Linked DNA regions of Anser cygnoides: region 1 is linked to region 2. Evidence: chromatin contacts called from public Hi-C data. All regions are on one chromosome and are shown on one strand. Each heading gives the region's core, a stretch centred on a gene start, on an enhancer-like site or on the middle of the called end of the contact. The rest is flanking DNA. Distances are from core to core; before and after follow the strand shown. Region 1 holds the start of SMIM32 (small integral membrane protein 32). Region 2 holds the start of LECT2 (leukocyte cell derived chemotaxin 2).

The links. A called contact is a pair of places that touch in the nucleus more often than the background predicts.
Region 1: a Hi-C map of liver shows a contact between it and region 2, with 2.3 times the contacts expected there. The contact joins the promoter of SMIM32 here to the promoter of LECT2 in region 2. A contact is called at or near these places in 3 of 7 Hi-C or Micro-C datasets (granulosa cells and liver).

What each region holds. Positions count from the first base shown.
Region 1 is chr14:3,955,762-3,961,060 of Taihu_goose_T2T_genome, reverse strand. It overlaps SMIM32 (small integral membrane protein 32), which reads left to right and starts at 1,669. Exons shown (of 1, transcript XM_048057053.2): 1 at 1,669-4,613. The coding sequence starts at 2,805. The coding sequence ends at 3,125.
Region 2 is chr14:3,822,676-3,828,679 of Taihu_goose_T2T_genome, reverse strand. LECT2 (leukocyte cell derived chemotaxin 2) reads left to right here and starts at 3,617. Exons shown (of 4, transcript XM_013175706.3): 1 at 3,617-3,777; 2 at 4,983-5,079; 3 at 5,285-5,430; 4 at 5,960-6,004. The coding sequence starts at 3,732.

The sequences.
Region 1 (5,299 bases), core at 420-2,919, 130 kb before region 2:
GCCTGCACGCACACAGGGCGCTTGTAAAACACCAGAGGATTTATTCCAGCACTGGCTGCCAGGTGCTTGGACCGTGACCATTAGCAACAGTCCTCAGCCCAAAGCGATGGTACTGGTGCTGCACAATTGCATCCTCAGGGCAAAAAACAAATATTTCGAGAGCACGAGATAACATTTTGTTGGAGCAAAAGGGAAAATATTCTGGCTCTGTGTCCGCGTTTGCAACCTGCATGCAAACGGGAGGGAAAGGGGAGGCTCAGAGCCCTCCTGGCAGTGCCACCTGCCCCTGGGGACACCTCTGGTGGCTCCCAGGAGCGTCCCCTGATGTGCCACTTGGGCACATCCATGGCAGCGTTTTCCCCCTGTATTTCAGAGTTGGTAACGTTTGCAGACAAGCCTTTTTAATAAACTTTGTGCTAAAGTGGAACACGTAGACTCCTTGCTATTTATAGCGCTCAGCCCCCAGCTGCCTTTCTGCTTTTCCTACGGACTAACAAACTCAACAAAATAAATAAGCAAAGAAAGGACGCAAAGTTTGGTTAAACTGGACAGAAGTTCAGGGAGGAAGAGGGGAGGGTGCTGGAAAGACATCCAGACCTCCAGCCATCCACGTCCCGCTGCTGCTCCAAACCTCCCTGACTGCAAGGAGACATGATAGGTAAAACAGTTGCAAACTATATTAGCTTTTTTATGACTCTGTTGACTTTTCCAGCCCCTGTGCTGGCTGCCTGCCTCTCTGTCCTGTTCTTTGAACCCATGCAGAGTAAATATGTGTAACCACGGTTGCTCTGCAGGCAGGAGAAATGTCCCCAGGAGGAGCCATGCCTCCTGCTCCAGTGTTAAACAGACAGGGAGAGGAACCCGGGCTCTTTGGAGAGCAGCATGTGGGAGTCAGCTCGCTTTGGCTGAAAAGGGGGAAAAAAAAGGAAAAAAATAAATAAAATAAAATAAAATAAAATAAAATAAAATAAAATAAAATAAAATAAAATAAAATAAAATAAAAACAGCAGAAACTGTAGAGGAACATCTCCCTTTGAATTCAATTCTTGACTCAAGGCTTGGAGGCAAACACATGGGTAGCAGCAGGTCCAGAAGCAGGAGGATGTGGGCATGGGGCCATAGGGACATGAGAGCCATCCCCTGCCTCTGAGACGGGCTGGAGGCCCGCGGGACTCCCCCAGGCACTCACAGATTGCCAGAAGGTCAGGAAGATGCTGCACAAGGCCTTGGAGAGCGTTGCCTTTAAGCAGAGACTTTGTTTTCTTTGATTTAAGTCTGCTTGACCTGCGTATTTCTCCTCTTTTAATTCCCTCTCTCGTGGCGGAAACATTTATTATGCTAATTGAAATGTTTAACCTCCCTGGACCGTCAGCTGCAATGGCTCGTCATAAGCAGCATTAATGTTTGCTGGGACCGGTACCCTGGGGATGGAGAGCATGTTTGACACTTTCTTCTGTCAAGTTCCCAAGCTCTCCTCTCTTCCCAGCTCCTCTCCACCCCCCCCCTTTGCCCCCTTCCCAAGTGGCACTGAGCTAAACCGAAGTATTAACCGGGCTTATCTGATGCACGGGAGTGAGAGTGTGAGAGGGAGCTGGCGAGCAGCCAGCAGCTAATAGCAGCATAAAAGCAATTTGATGAAAAAAAAATTAACATGCTAATTGTCAGGCTGGAGAGGGTGCTGGGGCCCAAGTGAAGAGGGAAAAAAAAAAAAAAAGAAAGGAAGAAAAAAGGCATCTTCTATTTATGCTAGAGAGAGCAATTTTAACAATAGAGGTCTGAGGAAGAAAGAGATTTTGAAGCAATTTTCTTTCTGTCCCATCCCCTGTTACCCTCCCCCGGCTCAGAACCTCTCAGCAGAGCCCCGGGCTCTCGCAGGGCTTTATCGGCGGATCTCTTCCCTTAGCATCATGTCACTGCCAGACACGGCGGACTTCAGAGCCCGCCGGCACCACCGTGCAATTCCTCCCTTCCCCCGGTAGCAAGTGACGCTGCAGTGGAGCCTCTGTCGGGAGGAAAAGTCCCGTTTGACACAATTCTGCACAGTCCCACTTCGCAGCGCCGTGAGGCAAGGGCAGAGAAGAGGTTTCCAAACTGCCACCCCCTCCAATTTCTGGGGAGGCTTTTTGCTCTCTCTTTTTTAAACAAAGGGACCTTGGTCTTGGATTTTTTTTTATTTATTTTGATTTTTTGTCTCTCAAAGAAGCCAAAAGGAATGCCTAGAAGGCTAAAGCAGCAAGCTCATCTGAACGTTGGCTACCCGGTGCGCTGCTAACTGGGATTAAGAAAGTCCACCAATGCTTCCCAGCACTGGGATTTCGGCAGCGAGGAGGATCCCGGGGGAGCAACTGGCGACGGCGAGCCCAGCAGGATGCCAAAGCGGCAGCTGCCTCTCTCCGCAGATCCCGTTTAACCCCGGATTCGCGTGCATCCCACTTCGGAAAAGCACCTGGAAGCCCGCTGTGCCTGCCCCTTGACGGAGAGCGAGCGGCGCCCGCCGAAGCCCCGCTGCCCCCCGAGCGCTCCCATGCACGCCCCGTGGCCCCGGAGCCCCCACGCCGCAGGACCGAGGTACCCGCACCGGTTTTCCTTCCTAGCCGGGGATGAATGCTGTAACTAGGAGCCACAGAAATTTAAAAGAAACTCCCTAAGCCGTGCGAGGGAATTAATTTGCTTTTACTCGTAGACAAAATGTGGCTCGCTCTCAGCCTTTTACGAGCAGCAGTGTTATTCCCTTCCTATGCCAAAGAGTGACCGTGTGTGCTCTCCTTCTTTACTTCTACCGTGGAGGAAATTTAAGCAAGAACATGTATAGTGAATTGCTAAATTCAACCAGTGCCACCGAAGCTCACCTCATCATTCAGACCAACACGCCCTACCTAAGCAGCACCCAGAGACCCGTGAGCTCCTCGGCGCTGTACATGTCGACAGCCAGGGTGTTAAAAGAAGGGGAAATAAATAAGCCCGACCTGGTGACTTACATCATTCTGTTTTTCTTTCTGCTCTTGACTGTGACGCTCATTGTGCTCTTCATAAACTGCCAGCTGAAAAATTCTTTTTTTGCTACTCTTCCTTACGACAGATCCCTCCGAGAAGCAAGGAGCCCGTGGAGGACACAAGCTGTCTGACACGAGAGAGAAACAATGTCTTACCACAGTAGCGGGAACCAGAAACCCTGTGCAATAAGACTTTTTTTTTTTTTTTTTTCCATATGTCAGTGAGTGGATTCAACCCTCTTTAAAATAATAGGCTGCATCGCAGGAAAAGATTGCTGAAAAAATATGCCATATGCAAATCAGAATAGCTGTAAATAAAAAGCTCTACTATGAACTAAAGAGGTGACGCTTTAGCAAATTTATACGGTTTCATGCAAAAAAAAAAAAATGCCCCTTGTTTCCAGTTTAAGCTCTATATGTATGCAAATGTCATCATCACCCCATTCAGTGCCCATACAAGGATATTTGCATTAACAACAATCCCTGATTTGTGCATCTGGTGGAGCTTGTTACCCACGTTTATGAAGCCATAGCATTGAATGTAAAACACGGTGTATTTACCTAACGGCTCCACACCGAGCAGGAGAGTTTACTTTCCAGACCTGTTTCTCTCAACTGCTGCTGAAAACGCTCGGTAATGTAACGGGAGTCACGCCTGGCAGCGGGAGAAAACTAAAAAGGTTTATTTAGGTTTTTGGTCGTGATTCTGCTAAGGGTGTTTTTTTGATGTTTTACTGCATCTTCAAGGAGGTTTTAAGTTACTACCATTTATGTGAACCACTAAATAAATATCTAGGTAACTTGTTTTCAACTTTCTTAAGCTACAAAGGAAATTATTCACCACGGCACGAAACCAAAAAAAAAAAAATCAGGATGGAGAGAAGGAAGGAGAGAAAATAAACATCATTAATCGTATGTAAACTAATGAAAGGAGAGAACAGAGTGCTCTGAGTTCAGTATAAAAAGCAGTATGAAACTTCTGAAACCACAAAGCAGTTTTATAGGAGCAGTTGCTTTCATGCACGGCATCTCCACTCCTTGCTCTTTCTAAAAGTCTAGAACAATTAGAATCATGCTTTATCTGTAGGGCAACAGCATGACTGATTCAACATTCGTTACTGGTAACACACTGTTTTAGATTAATTAGCAATCTGGTTTTGTACTAAAAGCTATAGTTCTGCTTCACCCTGTTAGCAGACATGCTATTTTATAGATAACATTTTTTAATAAACTTGCACTTACAGTGCCATAATTCTAGATCATGCAGCACAAATCCCAGAACAGTATTCATGTTTCCCACAGTGGGCAAAGGGCTTTTAAATAATAAAAATAAATAAATAAAACCACAGTGTCTCAACAAACGGCTGAACTGGGGGTAGCCAGAAACTCTCTTAAAAGAATTTTTTACTCCAATTTTTTCTAGTGAATCACCTATCAAAATAAAGGAGTTCAAGTGGTGTTAGAAGCTGTGCCCCTAAATGCATTGTTAACATGCAGAATACAGCAGAAGTGCTGTGTGTATATATGTACATAATGTATGTAATCCAAACAAGAAGATTGTACAGTGCAATTATACATACATGCAGGCTTCACTCAAATACAAAACGTGGATACCTGGGAGTCTGTCTGTAAACTCTTTTACACGGAAAGAAATTGCACAGTTGGTATACTTCCATGTCATTGTCTTGGTTACCATGTTTTATTATGCTCAAAAAAGTTAGTCTACTAGACAGCAGGCTTAAATATTTTATTCCTTGACAGGTGGCTGATTTTTATCTCATCTGAACCAAACTTAACTGGTGTAATTCCAAATAATTACTCTAATGTTGAAAGAGAGAATAAATTTGAGTGTGTTTATCTCAGCCCATTTTGAATAAATTGAGTTTTTATCAAATCAGGCATTTCTTTTACTTTTAAGTAATGACAGCTTGTTTTCAGCCACCAGCCATAATGAGCTTGGTCTAAGAATTTCTGCTGGCAAAAGCCTCAGAACCTGATGAAGCACGTGTTACATTGCACCACAGTGCACATTTCCTTTTACTAAAATGCTCTAGAATAACCCCAGAATAATCCCATCCACACCCCCCCAGCCTGAGATTTGGAATAGCACCCCCAGAAGAAGCTGCCATGCTCAGGGTGCTGATGTCCTGGGCAAGCTTTTAGGCGCACAGCCTGCGGTGCTTTCCTCGATACCCAGAGCCACTGCAGAAGAAAGCTCTACCAATGCCATTTTAACCTATGCATGAAATACGCGTTAAGAAAACATTAGATATTCTCTCTTTTACCAGGCCCCAATTTCCAGCTGA
Region 2 (6,004 bases), core at 2,368-4,867:
CTGGGGACGATGACCTGATGTCTTTCTGGGGGTCAGACAGCTGTGAGGGATCCAGCACTTTTAAAGCTTTCAGGGGCTAAATAAAGGCCCAGCACAAATCCTCACGAAGGGCAGGCTGCAGAACAGCTGGAGGCAGCCTGCTGGAAGCCCGCAAAGCTCCAGAGACTCCAGAAAGGAGCAAGGTTTCATGGGGGCACCCGACCTTCGGTTGCTGGCGTTAACCAACAAGAAACCACCATGCGTTTCCACAGATTGAAGCAAGGCTTCTTGAGGAACCGCAACACCCCTCTCTTCCACAGGCTGAATGTTTCTAAACTGTTTCCCACAAAACTCTGCAATAAAGTCTCTCTAAATTACACTCATTAGTTAACTTGGGTTTCATTACCATCCTTTCCCTCAGTGCCCATTACGCCAGCTGCATGGTGCATTTCAGGAATCCGCTACACGTTGGAAACAAAAATGTTTCCCTAAGAAAAAAAGAGGCTTTTTGGTGACAAGATAATTCTTATTTCTTTAAAGGTCCCAGGGCTCTATCAGAGACAGGAGGCAGATGAAATGACTGCTTCTGGACACCAGAGTGCTCTCTGGCATGCCCTGTTATTCCAATGTCTTTGTTTGCTAAACAGAATTAACAGAAGCAGTAAGTTATCATCATGGACAGCTTTCTAACTCAATCCCTCTTTCCTGTCCTCAGGAGTCCCTGGGAAACTCAGGAGACACCCAGCAAGGGGAAGAGCAGAGCTGACGGGGGCACGCAGCTCAGCACCCCTCGGGCAGCTCACACGCAGCATCCTCCTCCACCAAAAATAAAAGGGAAAAAGCCACTGATAACAAACATCTGCAGTTCCATGCCTTGGGGCTTACTTCCCTCAATTCCACATTAGAAATTCAGCTGCAATAGCGCCAAAAAAAATGGATGTTTAGGTAAGTCTGACACCTAGGTAACCAAGGTGCCCTCTCGTCATTACTGCAATCTGCCTCTACCCTAGGATTTAATTGTACTTTGATCTGAAAGTCTTTCAAACATATTTAGGTGTTTCAAGATGTAATAACTGATAACCAGAAGAAAAAGGAAGGCTCCTGTCTGTTAGTTTGATATGCTGAGTAACTCCTGTAAAGCAAAACCCAGTGTGCTTGTGTTAAACCCTCCAAATTGCAGGTTTTAGGGGAGAGGAACTAAGAGCATTTTTAGTATAAGCTAGTTGGGCTGAGAACTCCTATCCTTCAGAGCATCACCGACAAACTCAGTCATGCCTTGGTACTTGGTAAAGCAGAAATAAAATTATTACAGCTATTTGCATGCCTTCCACAAGGGAAAAAAAACCCTCATCTTGCTAAATGAGGGGCTGAGTCAAACACTTCCTCCTTAATGAAAAGTTTATTAGATCCCAGCAGGGCTACAGCTTTGGAAATTGCTTTTAGTGCATTTGATGAGTTTTGGGGACTAAGATTTAATGTTGCTGCCATTTAAATTTGATCTTACTTGAATTACACATGATTTGATTGTGCTCAGTTGCATGGGAGCAGATCACCGCTTTGCTACTGATCCTCTCCCCTGCAGGAGAGGCCACCAGCCACTACCCAGCCACCCACCTCACCTGCTTCTCAGCAGCTCCCAGCACTACAGGAGATGAGGAAAAGCCTCACTCACCTGCCACAGGGACTCCTGAATCCTTCCTCCTTCCCCCAGGGAGCTCCTCAGAGCCCCCACAAGCACAACCCCCAGCCCTGCTCCCCCTCTCCTTGCTTTAATTCTTTCACACACCTGCAAGCAATGCAAAATTAACTGCCAACTGCTGCCACTTTTCTGGCTGATTTTATGCAAAATAATAACAGCAATAATAATAATAATAATAAACTTTGGCTACAGCTAGCAAGAAGCAAAACATGAAGAAACTGGCAGCTATTATGCAGTGCTTCAGTCTTCGCAGCGTTGCTCACACAGAGCAAGGCTGCAGTTCCCACCAAAGGCAGTGCTGCAAACGCACGCAAGTCAAGCGAGGCATCAGCTGCTCTTGCACAGCTCACGCCAAACCCAAGTTAGTCATTCTTTACCTCTCTGATCCTTATCTGAGGGAATAACAAAAAATGTCAGCAAATAATTCAGTCTTTGCCGTGTTTAATTCACTCAGTTAGCTCTGCTGAAACTTTCTAACTCAGCAAAACCAAAACAAAGCCGAAGGGTCTCACAGAGGGGCACGGGGGGCCTGCCTTGCAGACCACAGCAGTCTCCCTGGCAGCACGGCAGCAGTTTATTAAAAGACCCTGGAGGAACAAATATCCCACCCGGGAATCCAGGTTTCCAAAAAGCTCTGTGTGCAAACTGCGTGAAACAAGGGCAGATGCCTGTTTTGTAAGGTCTACGTGCCCAGGCACCGGTGGGCCCCCTACCAGACGGTAGGTGCAGGAGCCAGCTGCTGCGGCTGCTGCCTTCTGACTGCAGGGCAATGCCAGCAATGGAGCAGGTCAATGGCCAAGAGGGCTCGGGGTTGTGTTTGGAGAAGCTGGTGGGTTCCCCCGCCATGTCTCACCATGGTACGCTTCCTCTGTTGTACTATACTGAGCGTGCAACGTGAAACCAAGGGGGCTGAAAAAGGGTTTGTTATCCCTCAGGATATTTATTAGCAAGAGAATATGGAGGGAAAGCTGGTTTTTAGCTTCTGGAAAAATGCACAACATTGCTTCAGTCATTCTTTTCTCCTCTTTGACGTTGATTGGTAAGTTGCTAACAAAATTATAAATTAACAATCTGAATTTAAGGTAATACAAGTTTATCTGACATGGTTGAGGTATGACCACATCTCAGCATTCGGGCTGAGAGCCAGCCCTGACCCACAGCCACGTCCAACCTGGGCACGGGGTTGTTTCTGCACAGAGAAACCAAAGAGCACGCACCGGGCAGCCAGAGAGCCACACAGATAACAACTTCCAGCTCCTGGCTATAAACCAGGCATCCCACTCCCTCCGTTCCCAGAAACAACTCTGGAGCTGGCCTTGTTCATGCTCCGCTGCTCCCTTCTCCTTCCGTTTCCCGTAAATTTGCTCAGCCACGATATCACAGGGTCCTGCACTTTGTCCGTTCAGGAACAGTGAAGGTTGTAAACATCGCCCACGCCGTTAGCGCTGCAGGTTTGTCATCATGGACAAAGCAATATCTGGGATGCATTAACGAAGGAATGGGGATCGGGGGTCCCGTCTCATGGGCTGCCTGACCAGAGCTGGGACACACAGAGTTTTTTCTGCATAAGGCACGGAGCTGTGCCCACCTGCCTGAATTTCCTTCCAAGCCACGGTGGGACGGCAAAGGTATATATATTTTTTATATATTTTTTATATTCGAGTTCTTTTCCCCCTTTCCACCCGTGGCATCTTGCTAAACATCAGGATTGGGCAACAGGCAGGAACAGAGAGAACTAGTTACAAACTGTCTTTAATGTTTGGTTTTAAAATTCTTCTTTTTTGTTGTAAACAAAAGCAAACAAGAACACACAGCTGGTGTTGCTAAACGGGCTGGAGCCTGCACACACCGATCAGCCAGGCTGGGGGTGCAGCCCATGGGCTGCTGGCAACTCTTGCTGCTGGCCCCAATCTGCAAGCAAAAAAGCTGATGTCATGTAAATTTTCTGATTGGCTGGAAAAATCGGGATACAGCCTCTGTTGGGATGTATAAATAGAAAGCAAAGTGGTTTGGACCTTTTGCTGTGAAAGCAGAGCTCTCGAGGTACATCAAGATGCACGGAGTCACAGCAGTCATCCTGCTGATTGCCATCTCCAGTGGTAAGTTAGCTCAATTGCTGTAAACGCATTTTCTTCTTCTTCTCTCACACTCTCTCTCTTTTCTTTCTTTTTTTTTTGTTTTTGTTTGTTTCTTTATGAAGTCTAGGAGCTGATTTATTCTGTGCCATTTTTTGCTTTTGAAAATCACTTGTCTCACACTGCATTGAAACCTACATCGAAAAATCCATTTTAGTTATGGTAGAGAGTTGTAGTAAAATTTTGTAGGAGAACTAACACTGCTTGAATAGAACAGAGTCAGCTGAGGCGCACCCATCGCTAACAGCACGCATTTTTTCTTAAAAGCCTTTAACTCAAAGGTCAGCCTGCTGAGCACAGGGTGTTCCCAGAGGTGTTTGTGCATTTAAAGTCATCACCTTTGCTTCTATAAAGAATACTTGATTAGTTAAAATAAATGAAGAGCACCTAGAACAAAGGGCTGCTTAGCTTGAGGAAGGCATCAGAGGTTTCCTGCACCTTTTAACACCAGTCCTTCGGCGTATAATTTCCCCATTTGTGTATGCTCCCCGATGCCAGCAGGGCTGGTGCCTGCGAGGTGTTGATGCACACAAACAAACCCCAGCCCGCTGCTTTTTTGCTATACCGGCCCTGTTCTCCAGCCCCAAAGAGCTTCACTTGGGCACCCCGTGTGCTTTGGTGGGGGAGGCTGGGGCCCTTCGAGGCTTACAGAAGGTAAAGGAGGGCGCCCCTGTCCCCCCGTTTCCCCTACAAAGCTCTTCCTCTCTCAGGTGAGGCTGGGGCTGTGTTATCAGCAGGGGTTTGGCTGTGGGTGACGACAGCGAAAGCTGGATCCGTTCTCCATCACCTGGGTGGTTGGACTGGGTATTGAAGGTTTTTTCTGGCTTAGGTGGTTCTGCGACTCTGTAACTGTTTGTTCTGCATCTTTGCCTTGAAGTCACTGCTGCAAGTACCCTCAAGTGTCATTGCACAGAGCATAAAACAAAGATATCTCACAGCATCCCTAAAATTAACTTCCATTAAAAGATAACAAATTATCTGGTTCCACGAACCTGAGCCACGCTTACAACAAAGTCCAAAGGGACTTTACTGTTAATTTCAACAGACTTTCAACCAGGCCTTTAGATTTTCAGAGCTCTGCGTGGCACTTAGCAATAGCAGGCGTTAAACAACATGGGTGGGGAAATCTCCTTGCTAGCTGCTGCCTTTCACCTTCTCTTCTCTTCTAGTTGCCGCAGGCCAATGGGGGAAAATCTGCGCAGGTCAACCCTCCAACAAAATCCGAGGCTGTGACAACCACGGCTGCGGCCGCTACGACGCCCCCAGGTCCGGGCCACGAAGACAGGACAGCACTTGAAGCTTTCTTAATAAAAATAAGCACAAAATAGGGGTGGGGGGAGCGGGGTGGGGTGGAGGAGCTTTGAGATTGGAGCTCTGGGGCTGCTTCCCTGGAGCTCGGGGCAGGGCAGGGTGATGGGGGGCAGCAGGAGAACCAACCCGCTGCTTGCTCACGGGGTCTGCTCTTCTGCAGGGGGGGGAAGAAGCACAAAGGGGTGGACGTGGTGTGCACAGACGGCTCGGCGGTGTACGCGCCCTTCGCGGGGAAGATCGACAGACAGGCCAAGCCCTACGGGAACGGCAACGCCATCGACAACGGCGTCCAGCTGTCAGGAGCAGGTAGGCAAGCTGAAGGATGTGCGCTTGCAACCCCTGATCGCAAAACGCTCCCGGCTGTTTATCGGATTTTAAGCGGAGCCCCAATGTGTGACCCCTGCCTGAGCTGCAGGGTGTTTGCCTGTTAACGAACCCAAACAAAAAACACGTCTTTGAAAGCCAAGCTCTGTTTATGCAGGAAAATTAGTTGATGCCACGTTATGGCATTTCACATCTGTGAAAAAGGTTAACGGATGGAGCTGGCCCCTTGGCACATTTGGGATGATTAAAGGAAGAGCCTTTTATTGCTGATGCAGTTCTACCCAACTTAATCCCCTTCCAAATCTCCTCCATATTTAATTATCTCTTTTCTTATTCTCTCTTCCTGATGCTCTAGGAACATCACAGCATTTTCTGCAATGTCTCCTGCTGCTGTAACTCAAATCATTTTATTGTCATTTATATTTTGCTACTGAATGTTATGACTTTGCCAGGCTTTTATAGCACTGCATAGGAACAACAGTTTCTCCTGTTCTCTCCTCCCTCTTGCCAGGATTCTGCATTAAGATGTTTTACATCAAACCCGTCAAGTACAGCG